Linked DNA regions of Hordeum vulgare: region 1 is linked to region 2. The links are chromatin contacts, called in public Hi-C maps. All regions are on one chromosome and are shown on one strand. Each heading gives the region's core, a stretch centred on a gene start, on an enhancer-like site or on the middle of the called end of the contact. The rest is flanking DNA. Distances are from core to core; before and after follow the strand shown. Region 1 has its middle 67 kb from the start of LOC123395555. Region 2 has its middle 120 kb from the start of LOC123396527.

Region 1 (7,080 bases), core at 1,310-3,809, 220 kb after region 2:
CCACAATAGAACTACAAATATTATGTGTAATGTACATTTTTTTAATAACTTGAGCACATTGACACGAGGGGTCATGAGGCATGCTTATTGAGTTAAGATTTATAAATTTTATTTTCCATGACAACACACGGGCTTACATGCTAGTAAAAAAGAAAAAGAAAGGCAAACTAAAACACACTACACTTCCTAAAGATGGGCACCCTTATATCTCGCGGTCAACGAGATGGTAGGAACCATCGCTGAAGGGTGCGTAACTTAGGCCAGTCCAGGTACACGGGAACAAGTGCCTCGTTTTTTGTTTTGCTTTTTTCTATATTATTTGTATTTGTTTTTTCTTTATTTTTTACATTTTATACTTCAAAATATGATAACTAAATATATTACAAAAATCGCTCTACATAAACCATTTGCAATATATCGATCATGTATTTTAAAATGTTAAATATGTATAGAGAAAATGTGTATCACATATACAAAAAAAAATATATAACATGTGTATGAAACAGTTTGATCATGTATTTAAAAAATGATAATCAAGCATTTAAAAAATGTTGAAAAGTTGTTTGAAAAATGTTAATTAAGCATTTGGAAAATTTCAAATGTGTATAACAAACTTCCTGGCCATGTATTAAAAAATATTTTTTATCATGTATATAATTTTTTTAATCAAGCATTTCAAAATATGTCTAACAAGTATTTGAAAATACTTAATCAGGAATTCTAAGAAATGTTGAACAAGTATTTGATAAACATTAATCAAGCATATCTAAAATGTTAAATGTGTATACAAGAAATATTTAGCATTTATTAAAAATGATGAGAGAAATTGATTATGTATATAAAAATATTAATCAAGCATTTGAATAAATGTTGAACAATTATTTTAAAATGTTGATCAAGCATTTGAAAAGAGTTAAATGTGTTTAGAAAAAGTGTTGATCATGTGTTAGAAAATGTTAATCTTTTATTTGAGAAATATTACTCAAGCATTTAAAGAAATTTAAAAGTGTGTATTGAAATATGTTCATGAAATATTCAAAAAAGTATTAAACTTGTATTTGAAAAATATTATCATTTTTTTATTAAATGTGTATGGGAAAAATGACCATGTATTAACAAAATATTAAGTTAGTGTTGGAAATATTTCAAACATGTATTGGAATTGTTTTGTTATCATATACGAAAAATGCAGATTGAAAACCAAACGAAATAAAGAAACCCGAAAAAGAAACATTATAAACCAAAGAAAAAATAAAAAATAAAAGCGAAGAACAAATATAAAAATAATGAAAATGAAAAACCAATAGAAAGAAGATGAAAATATGACAAAAGAAAAAAGAAACCCAGAGAAAATTGGCTCGACTTGCTTTAAATAAGTCGTGTCTTTTTCCTCGAAATAACTAATTGAGGAGTATTTCTTTAAAAGATCACTCCCACCTCCTCACGTTGCGATAAGTGGTGCACTGTATGTGGGCCACATGTCGCAACCTGAGAGTTTTTTACTTTTTTTTGCATATATCTGTATTTCCAAAACTTTTTATCTCATAAACCGTGCGTTCAAATCTCGAACCGCTTGCATTATTGGGGTTTTTGCGTCGACATCTTCAAAACTAGATCCGGTATTGATATGTTTTGATGAACTTTTTTTGTGAAGAAACCGGATGAAAAAATTAAAGGAAAAAAGCGTGCCTTTCGTGATAAAAAAATAGGTTTTTTTCGTTTACGAGAGGCACTGTTGTGCCTCTCACGAAGGAAAAAATTTGCCTTTCGCAGAAGCAAAACCATGCCTCACATTAGAAAAAACAGAAAATGCATTTTTTTTGTTTTTGAGAGGCATGCCCGTACCTCTTGTGAAAGCAAAACCGTGCCTATCATAAAAAACGTGTTTTTTAAATTTCCAATAGGCATGATCATGTCTCTCACTAAGTAAAAGCGTGCCTTTGGGAAAAGCAAAACCATGCATCTTACAAAAAACACATATTTTTTTTCATTTCTAAGAGGTGTGGCCGTTCCTCTCGCTGAAGCAAATACGTATCACTCAGGGAAGCAAAACCGTTCATCTTTCAAAAAAACATAAAAAACATTTTTTTCCGTTTTCGAGAGGCACGACCGTGCCTCACACGAAGGCAAAACAGTGTCTTTCGCGAAACCAAAACGATGCCTTTTGCGAAGAAAAAACAGAAAATGCGTTTTTTCATGCAAACTTTATTTTTTTTAATATTTTTTTCATCCAGAAGCTAAGAAAGACCGGTGAAAAACTGAAACACCAAATGACCGGGAAAAAACAATCTAAAAAGCAGAAAACGTGTGCGGAAAAATAATAAAATAAAATTCCAAGGAAACGTTCAGAACGCGGTACGTGACGACGGCTGAGAACACGTCAAATGGCGACGCGTGGTAGTGATCGCTGAAAGTATCCTAAAGAAGTGCTCGCTAACTAGTTGCTCATTTTTTCCTCTCTTTATTTTAATCGTGCACAAAATTCGGTCGGCCCAGTAATGACCACAACGTCGAAAACCTCAATGCGAGACTTTCCACGGATTCGCTCACTGCAAGATATAGTCAGTGCCGTGGGTGCAAATACGTCTCTGCGAGAAGCACAAATATAACTGGCCCAGGCTTGTAACAGTTGTTTCCCTTCATTTTGTTTTCCTTTTCTCTTTTTCATCTTCATTTACATATATTTAACACTTTGTTTTAATGGTAAAAAATAAATTTTAGAAAAAATTAAACTATTTTTAGAGTTAGATTTTTAAATTGTTAACAATTTATTTTATCCACATGATCATCTCATTTGAAAATTTTCAACCATATCTTTTCATGGCCATGAGCATTTTTTAAAAATATAATAATTTTTCATTGTTGGTACAGATATGTTGTCTTATATATGGAAAATATATTCTTACATGATCTTTTTTGACTTGCTAAATCCCACCATTTATATATATAATCATTTTTAAAATATTTAAATACAGATATATGTAGACATACTTTAGAGTGTCGATTTACACATTTTGCCGTGTATGTAGTCCGTATTGAAATCTCTAAAAGTTCTATCATTTAGAAACAGAGGGAGTAATATTTACTAGTATTGTGAACATTGTATTTGTATTCCCTCCATACTTTGAAATTCTAGGTTTACAGTTGAACAAATCTTTGAGCTGTATTTATAATTAGAACCAAATGAAATTCTTTATTGAGATGGTTGTTAATACATAACTTTGTTTAAGTGTTTATTACTGAAAACATAACAAATTCAATTTCTTATAAAGGTTTAAATAATCGTATGTACCAATGAGTTGTGCTCGTGCTCGACCATTAAAGTTGTACTTCTAACAGTGATTACTTCATTTCCGCTAAAGGCTGGAGCGTGGCATTCCTTGTTCTACACTAAGGTGTGACAATCTTTCTATGGGAGTACATTATCAATATTTGGTGTATGAGATTTTAGCGATTTGACTGGACGAGACACTAGACACTAGAACCTTAGCAAACATAAAATCAGCTCCAATATATATTTTTATGATACTAAAAACAAGGTCAACCTGGTCACAAGTCAACCCCTACATGCAATTGAAAAACAAGCAAAAAACTTGAGACATGCAATTTAAATTTGTGAATATAAGATAAAATACTTGAGAAAAAAATGAGGTTTGTGATGATGTGTACTGCATATGGCCCTGGCTAAGGGCGGCAAAAGCTAAAGCTCATTCAGACAAAACCTTGACCTCTATTGATGCCCTAACTCGTGTTTTAGGGAGGAACATAAGGGTGTTTCGCTAGCCCAAGGAGAAGGGAAAGATTCTACCCTAGCCGGCTTTTTCCTAGATGCAAGGTCTAAAAATGTTTTTCGTCTATTTACACTCAGAATACATGATCTTTGTTAGAGCATATTTCTCCATATGTGGTTTTGGTAATTGATGACAATCTCTATGGACTAATGGTTGCCTTAAGTTATATTTATAGGATTTGTCCATAGACACTTCTTGAAGTCCATCTGTTAGGTTCAAGAAGTTTATATGATGACCAAGGTGGTATTCAAGTTATTATCCAAAGAATGGTCACAGAGACACAAGGTTGATCAAGATCGTCAGACAAAGAGTAAATCAAGATGATCAACACACAAAGCGTACAAGATGTACCGAGAGGGATCAAGTGATCCCATGGTATGGTAAGCATTGTCCCTTACGTGTTTGTGTACTAACTCATGGTCTTCGTGAGAGTTCTATGTGGGGTTAGATGTATTTCCATGGGCTTACGTCTAGAGGAAGATCTCATACAACCCATGAAGGATGACGTCAAGTGGTGATCGTCATCAAGATTGCGGTGTGCAAGTTCAAGTGGATCTACACGAAGATATCATGCTTGAAGCTTGCCGTCCATTGTGGTGGTAATGGACTTGTGAAGATATGCTGAAGAGCGGCTCACCCATGTTGTGCATGGGGGAGCAATCAACTAGTCTTCATCAAGCCAACGCAATCAAGAAGGTGGTCCATCTTGAGGAAGCCAAGATCATCGTCATCTAGCTCAAGAGGACTAGGTGCAAGGTATAGGTTTGCCCTTGATAGGTTTTCTGTTTTAGGATAGATTGTCGTACTGTCAAGGGGGGCTCTCAAGTGAGTAGCTCGATCGTATCGTTCGTTGAGAGATCAAACCATTTGCATCCTTGCATCATACTTCTTGGTTCTTGTTTGGATAGCTCTTTGTCGTCCTGAATGCAACAAGCTTGGGTTTGCTCGATTCGGAGCTTGTATGCGAAAGTTATGGTTGTTTCACTCACGAGCGGTAGTACCGCTTGTGCCAAGCGGTACTACCGCTCCCTAGCGGTAGTACCGCTCCGGGTGGGCGGTAGTACCGCTCCCTAGCAGTAGTACCGCGCCCTAGCGGTAGTACCGCTCAGGGTGGGCGGTAGTACCGCTTCGAGACGGTAGTACCTCTCTCTGAGCGGTAGTACTTCGTCGGACTTTTTGCGAATACTTTTCCAAGCGGTGGTAGGCCCGACAGTAATATCTTTACTACCGTGGCCAAGCGGTAGTACCGTTCTTCGCCGGTGGTAGTACCGCTAGGGGCAGCGGTAGTACTGCTCCTCGCCAACACTAGTACCGCTAGAGGCAGCGGTAATACCGCGCCTCGCCAGCGGTAGTACCGCTGTGTGCGGGCTGTAAGTGGGGGTAACGGTGTGATTCCTTCCCCCACTATATAAAGGGGGTCTTCTTCCCCCTTGGACTTATCCATATCTTTAGCTCGTGTTCTTGCCCCATTGTTGACCTTCTTCGAGCTTGCTAACTCTCAATCCCTCCAATGATTCTTGCTAGTTCTTGAGGGAAAAGAGAGGGGAGATCTAGATCCACATTTCCACCAATCACTTTCTCCTCTAAGTGAGGGGAACCCCTTGGGTCTAGATCTTGGATTTCTTCGTGTTCTTCTTTGTTCTTCCTCTCATTTTCCTCCCTAGAATTAGCTGCTTTGGTGGGATTTGGGAGAGAAGGACTAAGGCACTCCGTGTGCCCTTGCCATTGCATTTGGTGCATTGCTTTGAGTTATCCACGGTGATACGTGGAAGTGAGAAGTTGAGAAGCTTATTACCCTTGGGTACTTGGTACACCTAGAAGCTTGGTGGTGCCTTGGAGCTCAATCATTGTGGTGCAAAGCTCCGGGCAAGCGTCGGGGTGTGACGCCCTCGGTTTAATCGTACGCTAATCATACACGCAAATGCGTACGATCAAACCCAAGGACTCACGGGAAGATATCACAACACAACACTAGACACAAATAAAACAATATCAGCTTCATATTACAAGCCAGGGGCCTCGAGGGCTAGATTACAGAAGCTCGATAAACACACGAGTCAGCGGAAGCAACAATATCTGAGTACAGACATAAAACATGGGGTGCCTTAGAGAAGGCTAGCACAAAAGAAAACATGATCCAACGAGGCGAGGCCTCTTGCCTGGGAACCTCCTAACTACTCCTAAGCTTCAACGACCTCCACGAAGATGACACCATCGAGATGACAGACATCGGTAGGAAACTCCACTCCTGGGCTCCATCATCTGGTCGCAGCAACAGATCAAGGGGACAAGGGGGGAGCCAACCAGCGATGAGTACTCATCCAAAGTACTCGCAAGACTTACATCAGAACTATGCTAAATGCACCAGTATCAAAGAAGGGGTTTTATATGTGGACTGACTGCAGCAATGCGAGAACAGAGAGAGAAGGCCTAGTCCTATCGAAGACTAGCATCTTCAGGGTCTTGCAGCAATAGACGAGAGTAGAACAGGGGGTAAAACAATAATAGTCATATTGTTGCAGCAATATTAAAGTGAGGTCATGCCTAGAGATCCAACCTCGACTCCCTGCAAGGAAGAAATCCCGAGGCAAACTAATTCCAGTTAAGTAACAATTGTAGTTGTATAAGATCGGGGCACAACTCCAAGTCGTTCTATAACCGTGGACACGGCTATCCGAATAGTTAATTTTCATCCCTACAGGGGTGCACCACATGTCCCGTCACGCTCGATAACACTCTGGCCGGACATACTTTTCTGGGTCCTGCCCGGCCTCGGAATATCGACACGCCGCAGCCCCACCTAAGACTAATGAGAGAGGCCAGCCCGCCGGTCTAACTCCTAAGCACGAAGGGTTCGTGGGCCCAGTTCCCCTTCGCGCTCCTACACGTGGCGTGGGTGGCCGACGTCAGTCCTAGCATCCCTTAATCACAAGAGTGATGCATCTCGGGACCACTCGGGCTCGCGCCGCTACATTGCTGGCATCTGAAAAGCTTCGGCTGATACCGCGACGCCGAGTACCCATAATTCTTCCCGCGTAGCCGGTTAGTGCGAAAAGGTCTCCGACCAACCCAGATCGAATACCCAAATCCATTTAACATTTTAATTAGGCGAACAACACAGTCTCACGGGAATCCACTCGTCTTACAACTAATCACCAAAGATCCCAGTAACATGGTCTAGTAACTGTGTGGTTGTAACATCGGGGGGAATCCGAGGTATCACCCTCGTTGGATTCCGAACGATGTACCCGTCAAGGTGGGCTTAGAGGAATCACCCTCGGGGGTCCCA
Region 2 (7,420 bases), core at 2,428-4,927:
CGCCTGCGACTGCGTCGTGCCACCTCCGCCGGAGCCCGAGCCCGCGGAGCCGTAGGAGGTCTACCAGTGGATCGGCGTCGTCCAGGAGTTCGTGACGGCACCGCCCATCTGGCTGGGCCCGACCCCGCAGCAGGAGCAAGCCTACCTCGAGCAGTGGAGGTCGGTGCACCTGCGGGCGGAGCGCCGAAGGCCTGCGGCTCATGCAGGTGGAGAAGGAGGAGGAGGAGGAGCGACGGGCGGCGGAGGAGGAGGAGCGTGCCCGTGCTGCCGCGCTGCCACCGCCACCAGCACAGCCCGCACCGACGGGGCAGACCATGGAGGCGCAGACAGCTGCGCTCTGAAACTCGGCGTTCCCCTGGACCGGCCCTGCGCCTACGCAGGTCGACCTCACCGGCCTCGGCGGCGACGACGACGTCGCCTAGGGCTGCGTGGACATAGTTTTAGGGTTTTTTATTTTTATTTAATGTAATGCGGACGCGTGGACTATCGCCGGCCTTCGTGGCCGGCTTTTAATGTTTAATTATGTATTATGTGTTTTTTTCACGCCGGCAAAAATGGGTCCGGCGAGCGTTGGGTGCACGAACCGATCCATTTACGGAAGCGGACGTTCGTGTCCACCTGACCGACCAAAATGGACAAAAAACGAACAAATTTATCGTCCGTTTGGATCGGTCCGTTAGAGTTGTTCTAATGCTAAGCTGGTTGAATCATCTTTCTGAATTTGTATTAGTACTAACATAATTTAAAGCCTTTAGCACTTGATGGTTTTGCCTTAAGGCATATGACAAAAGAGACTTAAAAAGAGGGTGATAGCAATGCGAGTGTGCCTATTTAGAGTTTGATTAATACTGTCTTCGTTTTAAAGTATAAGGTGCATTAATTTTCAAAAAATAAAACACATTCATGTTCGACCATGTTTTAGGAAAAGTACGAGTATCTAAAATTTTGTACCAATAGATCTACCACCAGAACTATTTTCATATTTCATTTACTTTGTATCATAGGTGTTGATATTTAATTCTAGAATCCTGACCAGACATATACATATTTAACTTGCACGAAAATTGACACATCTTAGAGCATCTCTAGAAGATCACGCATTTCCGCAAAAACTGTAAAATAACCGCCGTTTTGCCATTTTGGGGGTGAAAAAGCACGCAGACCAAATCCCGCAAAAGTGACCGGCCTGCAAAAAAAATTAAGGGGCGCGACAGTTTCCCCCCGCGGAATTGTCAAAATCGCGTTTTGTGTGGTCGACCCGGCGACGACCTCTATTCTAGATCGATTTGGCGGGGGGGGGGGGGGACATTTCACCGCGGCAGTTCACCTTTCCTCTTCCCCCCGCCGCCGAGGATCTTCACCTCCCCGCTTCGGTCGAGCTCCCGGCGGCCCTCCAGCGCGGCCATGGACACCCCCGACCCCGCGCTCGTCACCGTGGAAGTAGAGGTAGCCAAATCAATGGCGGGCGGAGCCGCGGTGGATCTCCCCGCCGACCATCTCCGAGCCGCGCCGGAAGCCTCCTACAACGCTGTTCCTCGCAAGCGCCTCGGTAACATCATCGTGCAGGGAGGCGGCCCGTTCCCACCGCCATCGTTGCCGCCACCAAGGGGGTCGGTCGCCCTAAAGCTCGCCCTTCTGCTCGGTATAGGGACGCCGGTAATATTGGCGAAACCGAGGCGATGGAGGCAGCGAAGAAGAAGGTCTTGCTCAAACGCAAGCGGGCGCCTCCGACCAACAAGGCCCCGGCGAGTTCTACGCCTGCCACCGCCGCCATCCCACCGGTGTTCGACGGAATGCCCAAAAGGTACGTCCGACCAATTGTGTCTTCTTCTTCGCCGCCGTTGGGGGTTTTCGCTCAAGAGTTCGTCGTCTCTTTTCTAGGTCCGAGTACGCGGCTATCCTCGAGGAAAACGCGGTGAACATTGAGGATGCGCCGCTTGGGGAATATGGATACAACGACATGGACGACGGGGTACACGGTGGCGGCGAAGAAGAGGAGGAGGAGGAGCTACAGGAGATTGGAGGGGAGGTCTTCGAGGCATCGCAATCCACGACAGGGTATAGCAAGAGGAAGAAGGCTGTGTCACTCGATGCCATCCACGGCACCGACCAAACCGGGAAGAGGTATTGGCAAAGGATAGAAGACAAGTTCTTCTGGTTGATGCCAAACAATGTCGGCAAAACACCACGCACATATAGATCACTCCAATGTCATTGGGATGTGATCAAGCCGACGGTTAGCCGGTGGTGTGGATGTTTGGAGCAAGTCTACAATGCTCCTTCAAGTGGAACCAATTAAGCTGATTGGGTGAGTGTTTTATCAGCAACCATCATATTGTTTGCAAATGATAGTGCTTTAACATAGTTCCTTTGGTTGTAGGAGAAAATTGCAGCCGGAAGGTATAGAGACATGCCGGCATCCAAGGAGAAAACCCTTTGCATTTGAGCATTGTTGGGTGATGTTTAGTGAGAAATGGAAGGTGAGGGACAAAGAAGCACTGTCGAAGAAAGGTGCCTTCACCTTGTTGGATGATGAGGATGATGATGAAGAAGAGAGGAACAAGGGTAGGCCGGATGGCACCAAGAAGGCCAAGGACAATATGAGGAAGGATTCGGAGGCATCAAGTTTGAGAGAGAAGATAGACCATATTGTGAAGTCAAATGAGTTGATGGTCACCATGACTATTGAAGCAAAAAAAAGAGTTGGCAATGAAGAGGTCTCAAGAGAAAGAGGAGAAGTGGCATCAAATCAAGGAGAGCAAGTTGCGGAAGGTGGCCATTGAGGACAAAAGAGCCCAAGCCGAGGAAACCAAAGCTCTCGCCAAGCTCATTGCCGAGGAGAACAAGATCATGACCATGAACCGCAATGAGATGGATGAGATAACCTTGGAGTGGCATGATTTGATGAGAAAGGAGATCTTGGAGCGAAGGAGGACGGCCCCATCGGTGTTGTTGGTGGTGGTGGTGCTTGATGGTTCTTCATCATGGTTTTTCCACTTTAATGTGGTTCTTTTGATGCAAAAACGATCTATTGGGTTGTTTGGATGCTTAAAACTATATTATTTGCTATTTGTATGTAAGAACTATGTTGAATTTTTTAAATTTTCATATTCATTGCCGAAATTTCTTTTTATTTATGCAATTATGTTTTTACGGTTTATAGGTTCACTTTTGGCTGCGGTAGAATAGACATCGCATTGCCGAACTGTAAAACAGAATGGACCGATAAACCGGTTCTTCATGCCCCGCATCACGGGTTTGCAGGCTGACGGAATGCGGTGTCTCCTATGAAACCGAGTCAATAGATGGTAGGTATACAAGTGCGCCTAGTGCGACAACACCTCAAAAATTGGGTGCGTATGTGCCTACTTAGTCTTCATTTGGTACCATCAATCAGCGATTGACATGACACTGGTCTACTGGTACGCATTGGCGGCCACTAATTTGCCACTCACGCCGACGTGTCAAACGGTGGCATGCACCCTTTCCAAATCAGTGAAGAAAAGAGAAACGGAAGAAACATCTATTGCCTTCAAAATTATACGTGTGACGACTCTAGGGACAAGGTTGGTGCTGGTGTGGTGTCACTTGCGATAAGATCGGGATTAGCGGCAGTACAGATGGGAAGGCGGAACGTCCGTCCGTCCTTGGATCTGTATCTTTTGAGCCGTCAGCGTCAGCCGTAGCCTTTCTTCTGTATCTTTGGCAAACGTCCTTGTCTTACGTGACCTGGAGCTGGGACCTGGAAAGTCGAAAGTGGAAACCCAAGGGGGAAAAGATAGGGCGGCATTGAACACCTTTTGGGCCTAAATCAAGACGGTTGCTAGTTTAAGCCTGCTGCGAGCTACTTACCCCCTTTGGGCCGTTGGGCACCGCACCAAACTTTGTTCTTTCACTAACCTTGGTGCTTTCGCCAGTCTAGCCCCAATGGGTGTGTTTTTTCTTCTTCTTCTTGCGAGATGTTCATGTTAAATTCCACGTGCCTCCACCACTTCTGTCCCTTTGTATGCCATTCCTAGAGGCTCAGCTGGAGGATATGCTAGTATCATGTTCTTATGAAACCCTCATATATATACATGCTGCATAGGGAGTGTTGATTATTTGTAAAGCTTGACAATGGCTCTCCTTGACTGAGGTTTGTAAGGCGATTTCAGTTTTGCAGATTTTAATTCTTTTCAGGAGCGGAACACTTTTTTTGTTGTTGGAGGGGGGCAGTTTTTTTGCTGGAGCCTTTTTCAGTGACAATTGAGGCTTCGAGCTGGCATTGTGAAGTGGCAAATAGCGACAAACTATAATGTTTCTTTGGCCAGTTTTTAGTGTTTTCTTATTCCATGTTCCCTTGTCCTTTTATAGTTTATGTACGTTGTTTATTTAGATTTACGGTGCTCTTTTTCTTTTCTTTTTCTATGTTTCTTCTTCTTCTTCTTTTTTAGTGTTTTATATTTGTTGGTGTCATTTCCCCCTTTCTTTGTTTGCATGAAATACACTGACATTTTTTAAGTGCGCGAACATAAATCTAGTTATGCCTGAATCAAAAAAAAGTTAATCCAGATACAAGGCTCAAATTTTGTGTTTGATTTTTTTTTCTTTGCAGATTTCATATTCAATTTTTTAGAATAGAAATATTGAGATTATTTTAATTTTTTTATTCAGTTAACCATCGTAGCAACTTCTGATAGACCCATGTAGCAACATTTAGTCGCGTAAAATCTATTCTAGGCATGAATCAAGCTATGATTAGATTAGATGGTTAGAAAGACAGTGGTAACTTCAGCCCACCATGGTTCAAGTCTTGTACTTGATAATGGTGCTCGTCTTTTTCTTAATTTATTTCAGCCTTTTCGACGATGTTCGTGCTTTGGGGAAGACGTTTTCGTTGATGTTTGAGGTGATTTCGTCAATCTTAAGATGCTATGTTGGCTTGGTCTTTTGGAGGTGTTCATATGGATAAGTTATGTGTGTGCGTTTATAGAGGTGATTATATGCTCGTTTATGTGAGCAGCTTCAATTGTAGTGGTAAAGAAAACTATTCTAGACTCCATGATCTTTTACGGTTGAAAATCTAAAGAACTGACAGTTTCAGTATGGTACATAGTGTTTTTTTATTTCAGCCTTAATTTTGTCCATTTATTTAATATTGGTTTCCTTTTTATTTAATTTTTCCATGAATTTAAAATATATTTTTAAGGACATTCAAATTTATAAAACACAGTAATTTATTTAAACGACTTTCATGAATTTTAAACAAATATCATGTATTTCAAAAGGCATCATAAATTGGAAATGTGTTATTAAACTATTTTTTTGGAAATATTCATGATTTCCTTTAAATTTGTTGCTTAAAACTTGCAAAATATTCATCAAATTTAAAAATAATCATAAAATTGAAAATAAAAATTGGAAAATGAATACTTAAAACAAATGAACTGAAAATAAAAATAAAAATAAAAATAAATGTAAAGATTAAACCAGTGTCAACTAGTTGGAAAAGTAAGAAAGACTCAAATATAAAACTCGTAGAAAACCTAGCAGAAAACACACACGAATGTGTTGTGGAGCTCCCTACAATGATCAAGTGCATGCCCACTAGGGTCCGACCCATTAAGCACTGCAAGCTCACTCGCTCACTCGCTCGTTCGTTGGGGAGCTCCTAGGTGGGGTCGATTTCAGATGCGAACTCGCTAACCATTGAAGTTACCAGACTGGAGTGATTCGTTACAGCCTGAATGCTTAATAAGATTGTCACAGCGCTATTTGTTGATACATAACCATATACCGTATTGCTTAAAATTATTGGAAAAAAGGCCATGATAAATTTTTTTGGATAAAAAATCGTGACAAACTAGAAAATAGTTCATCGATATTCAAAAAGTGCTCATCAAATTTTAAAAATTGTATATTTAAAAACGTTCATCATTTTTGAAAAATATTCATTGAAATTGAAAAACAGTTCGTGGATTTGCAAAAAAGTACAAATTTGAAAAAGTTCAACAATTTGAAAAAAAGTTCGTCAAATTTGAAAAAAGGGCAACGAATTTGGAAAAAGTTCAGCGATCCTGAAAAAAGTTCATCGATTTGAAAAATTCATTACAATTTTAAAAAAGTCCATCGGATGTGGATAAAGTTCATTGAAATTGAAAAATGTTCATCAATTTTGAGAAAAGTTCATCGACTTTGATAAAAAAGTTCATCGAGTTTGAAAAATAGTTCATCAATTTGGAAAAAGTTTACAAATTAAAAGGAAAAAATCCATCAGTCTTGAAAAGAGTTCATTGTATTTGGAAAAGAGTTCATCAAATTTTAAAACTTTATCAAACTTGAAAAACGTCCGTTAGTATGAAAAATGTAATTGAATTAGAAATAAGTTCATCCAATTGATGGTAAGATCAAACGAAAACAGAAAAACAGAAAAATAGCCAAACAAAAAACAGGAAAAACGAAAAACAAAAAAACGAAAAAAAGAAAAATGGAAAAGCAAAAACGAAACAAAAGTAAGGTAATATAAGAAAATGATGGAGATTTTTTACATTCAGTTTTCGTGATCGGGTGTTTACTCGTGGGGAGTGAATCAGATGGTCCCTGTTTGATTCCCAGCTCCTACGAATTTTTTGGGCATTGAAAATCAGGAGAAAAAACGCTATCTAAATGGGCCTAACCCAGCTAACGAGCTGCTGGCGCCGGTTTGCAAAAAAGAACTAAAACCGGGGGTTATGACGCTAAATAGGGTTTGCCCGTTCGTTAAGACCATGTCCAATGACTGTTTAACCCCTCTGACCATTTACAATTTAGTCGTGTTGGTCGTTGATTTTTAGGGAAAGTTTATTTTTGTCACTTTAGGTTTTGTGGAATTTAAGAAATTCATAAATTTTAATAAATATAATGAACTTATAAAATATTCAGAAACTTGAAAAATGTTCACGAATTAAAAAAAAGTTCATGAATTTAAAAAAATATTAGCGATTCAATTTTGGAAAATTCGAAATAAATCAATGATTTGTAAAGAAAGTTTGTGGATTCCAAATTAAATAAGGGATTTTTAAAAATGTTATCTTTTTTAACAAAATATTCACATGTTTGAAAAAAGTTCATTGATTTCAGAAAACTTCATAAATTTGGAAAATGTCTATACATTTAAAATAACAGCTAAATTTAGAAACCATTTATGAGTTTGAATATATCCCAACATTTAAAAAAAATTAGGGAAGTTCACATGCTTTCAAAAAACTTCAATTTGTTTTAAAAGTTCACATGGTTTGAAAAAATGGTCCTCGAAATTGACAACAAGATCACAAATTTGTGAAAAAATTCACAATTTAATACAGATCTTGAAATTTTTAGAAAAACAGAATTTGGAAAGTTTTATGAATTGAAAAAACCTTTATGCATTTGAAAAGTAGTTGAAGAAATAAAAAACTGAAAA

Evidence for each region. Hi-C and Micro-C count contacts between places; a contact is called where the count stands out from the background.
Region 1: a Hi-C map of leaf shows a contact between it and region 2, with 2.9 times the contacts expected there. The contact joins two enhancer-like sites. A contact is called at or near these places in 2 of 6 Hi-C or Micro-C datasets (leaf and seedling).

The regions. Positions count from the first base shown.
Region 1 is chr5H:68,171,347-68,178,426 of MorexV3_pseudomolecules_assembly, forward strand. No RefSeq gene overlaps it. Among protein-coding and RNA genes, the nearest start is that of LOC123395555, 67 kb to the right of the region's middle. Within about 2 kb of position 2,560, at least 2 of the 3 cell types and tissues checked have open chromatin away from gene starts, as enhancers often do. A contact at or near this core is called in leaf, where this site is marked.
Region 2 is chr5H:67,952,279-67,959,698 of MorexV3_pseudomolecules_assembly, forward strand. No RefSeq gene overlaps it. Among protein-coding and RNA genes, the nearest start is that of LOC123396527, 120 kb to the right of the region's middle. Within about 2 kb of position 3,678, at least 3 of the 3 cell types and tissues checked have open chromatin away from gene starts, as enhancers often do. A contact at or near this core is called in leaf, where this site is marked.